Linked DNA regions of Oryctolagus cuniculus: region 1 is linked to region 2. Evidence: chromatin contacts called from public Micro-C data. All regions are on one chromosome and are shown on one strand. The core of a region is the stretch at or near the end of the contact, and the rest is flanking DNA. Distances in the headings are between cores, read along the strand shown. Region 1 holds the start of FAM227B (family with sequence similarity 227 member B). Region 2 holds the start of COPS2 (COP9 signalosome subunit 2).

The links. A called contact is a pair of places that touch in the nucleus more often than the background predicts.
Region 1: a Micro-C map of ear pinna shows a contact between it and region 2, with 15 times the contacts expected there. The contact joins the promoter of FAM227B here to the promoter of COPS2 in region 2. A contact is called at or near these places in 3 of 6 Hi-C or Micro-C datasets (ear pinna, psoas muscle and an unstated tissue).

The regions. Positions count from the first base shown.
Region 1 is chr12:72,385,185-72,388,642 of mOryCun1.1, forward strand. FAM227B (family with sequence similarity 227 member B) reads right to left here and starts at 1,961. Exons shown (of 16, transcript XM_070054161.1): 1 at 1,836-1,961. DTWD1 (DTW domain containing 1) reads left to right here and starts at 1,835. Exons shown (of 5, transcript XM_070054164.1): 1 at 1,835-1,983. It also overlaps the pseudogene LOC138844682.
Region 2 is chr12:71,966,916-71,970,197 of mOryCun1.1, forward strand. It overlaps COPS2 (COP9 signalosome subunit 2), which reads right to left and starts at 1,912. Exons shown (of 13, transcript XM_002717813.5): 1 at 1,700-1,912. The coding sequence starts at 1,753. GALK2 (galactokinase 2) reads left to right here and starts at 1,977. Exons shown (of 10, transcript XM_008269030.4): 1 at 1,977-2,166. The coding sequence starts at 2,147.

The sequences.
Region 1 (3,458 bases), core at 711-3,210, 420 kb after region 2:
TTATAATATATTTAGAAACAGTAAATAACAGAAGACATATTAAAAGCTGTTAAGGGATTTTCCTTTGGTGAGAAGAACCAAGTGAAGGGCTTGAATACTATGGGGTTTAATTTAAAACCTAGAATGTGACAAATTGATAGTACTCACCTATATATATATATATATATATATATATATTCCTCTACATTTTCCAGGCTACCTTACAGTTACAGTGAGAGGTATTGGGACTACATTCTGAACTGGAATGTGGCACAATTTATGTACTATTTTTAGAGCTGACCTCCACAGGTTCTTGTATAATTTACCACACTTTCTATCTTGTCAGAGAAGTTACAGACCCTAAGTTCTAGAAGGCTACAGAACCAGTGAAAATAAACCTGAATCCATGAGTCTTGAGTCAACCTTTTTCATCTGACTAGCAACAATCACAATGGATCTTTTGCGAGAATTCAGTTAAAGCAGTAAATTCACTGTCAGTTTTTTTCTTTTTCCTAAATGGCTACAAAGTCTTTGCTAATCTTTTGAGAAGTAGGACTTTTGTCTTTCTCCAAAATCTGGACAGGACTTGTGAGGGAAAGAAGCTAAAGAAACTGACACCATGTTATGGTCTGGATGTAGCTTAGCGTGTCCTCCAAGGGGTCATATGTTGGACATCTGGTCATCAGTGTGTGGATTTTGGGATGCCATGGAACTTTTAAGGGATGGTGGAGGTGGTGGTGGTGGTGGGTGAGGTGGGGGCTCCTGGAAAGTGATTAGTTCATTCTGGTCATTGCCCTGGGTAATGCTGGTCTTAGAAAGTTAGTTGGTTCCTTTAAGTGTGGGTTATAATAGCTAAATATGACTTCCTGTCTCTTTATCTCTGCTGTAGGAACTCCTGATATCCTGATGCCATCTGCCACGAGACCCTCAAGAAAGCCAAGAATAAGCCAGTGCGTGCTCCTGGCCCTTCAAAACTGTGACAATAAAAAATGGACTAAAGCAAACTGTTAGTTTTTGAGGTTAGGTCAGAAAAGCACATGCAGTTTCTGCCCTGTTTATTTAAATACTCCTTTTGAAGACAAGGGTCTAAACTGAAGTCTGACAGTGCTACTGCCATTCTGGGAGGAAGCCCAGGCCACATGGAGGAGTTGTAAACAGGAATTCTGGTAGCATGCCTAGGCTCACCAGTTGTTACCATAAAAAAGGCCAACATATTGTGCCCCACTGACCATACAGCTCACGAATATAATAAAATGGTCATTTCAAGCTGACATATTTTGGAGTAACTGGTTCCTTACAAATAACAACCCCACACGCTAATAATTAAATATATAATTTACTTTTTAGTCTGTGCAAACTAGTTTGATAAAACTTAAGATTTAAGTTTAAAAAAAAAAGAGAGAAAATGGCTGTGAACTATTCCTGGTTAAAGACTTTGCTTTTGCTGCTTTTTATATCCAGAAGGGCAAACTCCATAGTATAATCTTTCGATTTTTCTAGTAGCTTTCAGCACTGCGTAGCACATGAAACACTTGATACAGAAAAGTAACAGACCCAAGTTCTCACAATTTAAATACACCGAGGATTGGTAAAATGGTCAGTGTTCAGTGGGGTCAGCACTGGTTCACAGCTCACTGCAACTAAGCCTTGAGAATGCATTCCCAGCACCGCGTTCCCGTTTTGATGTCCCAGTCAGCCTCGAGCGAGCTCTGCGCCAGGACGGCCGGGGTGAGGGCCTCGCCCCAGCGGCCCAAGCCCGGCTCCCACAGAGTCTCTCAGAAGGGCTACAGGGCCCGAGGAGAGAGAGGCGGAGGCGGGACTTCCCGTCTAACCCCGCCCCGCCGCCCGTCAGTTACCTTTGCCGCGGCAACCGCCTAGCTCCTCCCTCGGGTGTCTCCCGGAAAGCGCTCCGCTCGGTCCGTGCGCGGTCACGGCCCGGCGCGCGCCTCGGGCTCGGGAGGCGGAAGACTCGTGGAGCTGCGCGAGAACCCGCGAGCTGTGCAGGTGTGATTAATCCCACTCCCATCCCCCGTGCGGGTCTGCGCGCCGCTTCAGCGGTCTGGCCCGAGCCGCGCGGCCGCGGGAAGTGGACGCTCCTGAACAGGGCGCCAGCGGAGGACGCGCTGGTTGTCGCCTGTGAGGGCAGCCCTGGTCCCTGCCTCTTGGGTTTGTAAGATCTAGCGGGCCCTTTCGGAAAAAAAGCTTACAGATTTTTCCTCAAAAAAAAAAATTAAACAGTGATTTTCGGATTTTTCTGTCCTAAGGAAAGTGTTCCTTCAGACTCCTAGAAACTCCATTTTTTTTTTTTTTTGTCTTTGGAGTGGTTTGTGAAGGGTCAGTCATCTCGGAAGTCCAGTACAGTTGTGGGAATAGGCATGCCACGCGATGTATTTAAAATATTAATATTGTGGCTACATAATAAGCAACGGAGTCTGTTTGTTGTGTCTGAATTATTTCTTGTGAATGTAGATAAGGAAGGAAGTACATTAACATTTTTTCGGGCGCCAGTTCTACAGAGTTAGTGTAATAAATTTGGGAACTGGTTTAAGATCACAATATGTAAGGACTGAAGTCCAGTGTACGAGGAAAAAACTAAAGCAAGTCGTCTATCAGCCTATCAGTGGGTGCTGTGGGAGGGCCTATTTGTCATATATATGTCATATATGGTCCTATATATCATATATATGTAGCTGATACCTTAGATTTCAGACAATGGATGTTGGATGTGATTATATTATGGCACTAGGTTCTTAAAAATACTCCAGAAAGAAAATTTGAAGTGGATTTTATCTAGTACCGAATTAAAAAGCAAAGAACGGTTTCTGCTGTTTTGTAAAGCAAAACAAAACAAAACAAAAAATGTTTTGCCAGGCTGTCACTTGTGCCAGGCTCCAGATAGCCCACGAAGGTAGTTTTTCAGGTACTTAAGCAGCAAGGTGTGTACCAGAGTCATTTCGCAAAATGGCTTTGATTTCATTAGTGTTTGTTGAATTCTAAGTGCATTAGATTAAGGGATAGGTGAGATCAAGAAAGAATTCTGCTGTTACACAGTTGAATCTCCTGGGAGGGACAGCCTCACTCAAAGGTACCTCCAAATTAAGTGTATTTTTCCATGTCAAATATGTGGAACCAATAATAAGTGCTCAAAGGTAAGGAGCTGTAAGAGTGTCCTGACCCATCCATGAGTTATTAGGAACTGAATCACTGTCCTGACTTTGAGACTGAAAATACAAGGTTCTATGCAGGATAAAATTGATGCAGCTTGGTGTCTTTAGTTAGTTTTTGGGGGAAATTGGGTAGAAAGAGGAATAAAAATTTGTTTTTAGCCTAAGTTGCAGAATGATGGATGTAACATCAAGGTTCTAAAACTATTTAATAGTTCCCTAAGAATAGTCTTTTTATGTTTTCTGTCTTTTTAACTCCCAGGACTTCAGTTGTATTTCCCCACACATATTTGATGCTAATAAGTAAGCCTTGAA
Region 2 (3,282 bases), core at 662-3,161:
AATTTTTTAAAAGTCAAAACAACTACATATACTGTCATGTAGTATAGGCCCTAAAAGGCTGTGGAACCATAGCCAAATTAAAACACCATATGTTTAATTAAAAATCTTGCAAAAAAGAATGGCGTATTTAATGAAACAATAAGATTCTCACTGCTATTACTACATTGATGATCTTCAAGTTAATCACACTGTAGATAAGTGGCTATTAAATAGACCATTGCTTACGAAAGAGATGGGCAGGAATATTTACAAACACAAACACGTGTAAAAGAAACACTTTGATAGCTACAAAAAGCCTGAAATACAAATAAACATGTAATAATAAAAATAACACAGATCCCACAAGTAATACAAGCTTAATGAACTGAGAGCAGCACTACAACTGGTTTGGGTCGCATAAATGGAAATGTAATGTAGAACCATAACTATTAGCAAAACTCCAACTAAAGAATTGTCTAAATCTATTATGATTTTCAAGTAACAGTAAGCATTTCCCTATTCCTTTTACAAAATGTGCCTTCTTCTAGAATGCAAAGATTAATTTGAGATGACTTATGGACTGTCCTATACAAATATACATTACATACAAATTAAAAACAAATATATTCATAACTTGAGAATCTCGGGCACTAAGATGTTAAGATGAGACACACTTCCCAAAGAATCTACTTAACAACTTGATGATAATGCAGCATCATTACAATACATAAGAACCAAACAGCCCACATTAAAAGAAAATGAAAATAAAAATTAAAAAAAAAAAAGGCAAAAAGCAGCAAAGCAAAGCTGGCGCTAATTTTTGGTCAAGATAATTTGTCTTGGTTCCCAGATAATGTTTTTGAAAAGCAACCAGAAATGTTATTAAGCGCATTCTTAAATTAAACCTTCCATCTTTAAAAAGCACCAGTCAAGTAGGTAGATCCGTTTATTCCTACCCTGTTGATATTTTAAACTTTGAATACTGGGTAATTCCTAAGTTAAGGAAAAAGCCATTGGTTCAATCCCCTTACCCCTCCTCCAAAACAACAAGCCAGGCGGCAGCAGCAGCAACACCTCCTCCCCAGCTTTTCTCCTTAAAGAACCGAACACACAGTTCAACAACTTTTGCAGTTCTCCTTGTTCTGACCTGTCCACTGCACCTCTACCTGGGACCAGAACCGGCCCTGGACAAGACTGTGAGGTCGCTACCTCCAGGAGACTCACAAGTAGCGTTTCCGGGCCAGGCCTGGCAGCAGGATGGCCCCCCAGTTCTCAGACTCTTCTCCCAGCATTTAACAACCTGCTCAGTTCAAGTGTGAAGCACAAGGGCCCGGAATGCTGGGCCCGAAAGGGCAAAGCCAGGGCCTAGACCGCTGCACGGTCCCTGAGGCGTCTCGCGTGGAAGGGAGGAGGCAGGAGGCAGCGAGAACCGGAGGCCCGCGGTCAGGAGCGTCCGTGTAAACCAAGGAGGCGCCTGGACTCGGAACGCAATGCCTGGGACCCCCTTAGCAGCCTCCCTGACCCTCTCTTGCCCCCGTGCTGGAGAAGCAGGGCCCAGGCCCGGTGCGGGAAGGGGGAGGAGGTAAACCCGTCCTGTCACTACACCGGGACAAGCTGGAAGGGGCACATGCTCCACAGGGAAAGGCCGCGGCCACCACAGCCCCGGCCCGGAAAGCCAGACACCATCTCCAGTCCCAGCATTCCGTCCCCTGCGCCTCACCAGGTCGTAGTCCTCCTCATCATCGCACATGAAATCATCCTCCATGTCAGACATCTTGGCCGGGTGGGGGGAGGGGGAGGAGAAATTGGAGACAACCTCCTCCCACAATCCTCCGCGGCTCAGCGCGTCACTCCCAGCTTCTCTTCGCCTTCCCGTGGCTCTTAGAGGAGCTGCGTTTCCTCCCGGAACCAATGTGCTCAGCACCGAGAGGATTAGCTACGACGCCAAAAGGAGGCACACGACCCGGCTCTTCCTGCGAGACGGTTGGTGCCTTAGCAACTAAACATAGCAACTGGGGAATCGGAACCTTGCGCGCTGGTCGAGCAGTTTCCAGCCTCCAGCGTGAGGGAACAGTTCTCTTTTGCCTGCGAGTCTGGAACTATCTCATTCTGGTCAAAGAAAGAGCCAGTCTAGGACCAGAAGCCTTTCGCGGGTAAAAGGCAGAGAATGACCGTGCTGTATGACAGGTTGTATTATTTTTGCCACCGTTATCTACATGCATTTGGTCCACACGTTGCGGTGGATGTTTTGTGATGGTTCGCGACCCTTTCAGCAACACAGTTGACACGCAATGTTGGTTATATTTGTAGTCGGGGAAACAATTAAGTGGATATCTCAAAGTAGGTATACTCGTATGTCAACAGTTGAGGCGCCTTAAATCTTATTGGGTTATAAACTGACCTTTACTGCCTTGACGAAATTAAGGTAATAGTTAACGACCTATTTTTAAAAGTTGCATTTTTCTTGCACAAAGCCATGAGCAGAAAAAAGAGAAAATATAAGAGGAAAAACTGTTTATCAGACAGGTAGCTTTTTCCATATCAACGTCCGGTTTTGTTCCTTTTAGTCTATAAACATAGTTGTGGCCCAGATGTAATTTTGGATTCTGTTTACACCAATTTTGTAGAGGCAGGGGCCGATATATTCTTGACAATTACTGTTTCAATGGTTATGTAATAATCCCTCCTTTGCATGTAGCAGCATGCTCTAATTTATCCATTATTACTGTACATCCAGCATGTTGCAAAAATAGCACTATTTGAAACAATTCTTAAGTGAATATCTTTGACATTTTATTTTTTCTTAGAAAAAATATCCAAGAAAAGGAATTACAGTCGGGTTTTTTAATACTCACTGGATGTTGTGTCATAATTCTTATAAGAGCAGTAAGGCAAAGCTAGGAACCTGCAGCCCAATTCAGGCCTCCCACTTAGGTGGAAGGGGCCCAAGTACTTGAGCCCTGACCTGCTGCCTGTCAGAGTGTGCATTAGCAGGGGTTGAATTGGAAGTGCAGTGGAGACTGAAACTCAGGCACTCTGATAAGGGATGCGGGAGTCAGGTGGTGACTTTATGCTGCCCCAAATACCTACCCTCACATAGATGGGGCATAGATGGCGCCACAAGTAACATGGTGCCGTTTTACTAACACATACTGATTCCATGTGTAAAACTGTGTGATGATTCACATTGAATTTATTTACATAATTTTCTGTTTTTAATTGGAATTCCTTACTCCTGTAATGAGGAAAGGATCATGCAAGTAAATTGGTGACTAGGAACACTAGGAAAATGGATGCTGAGTT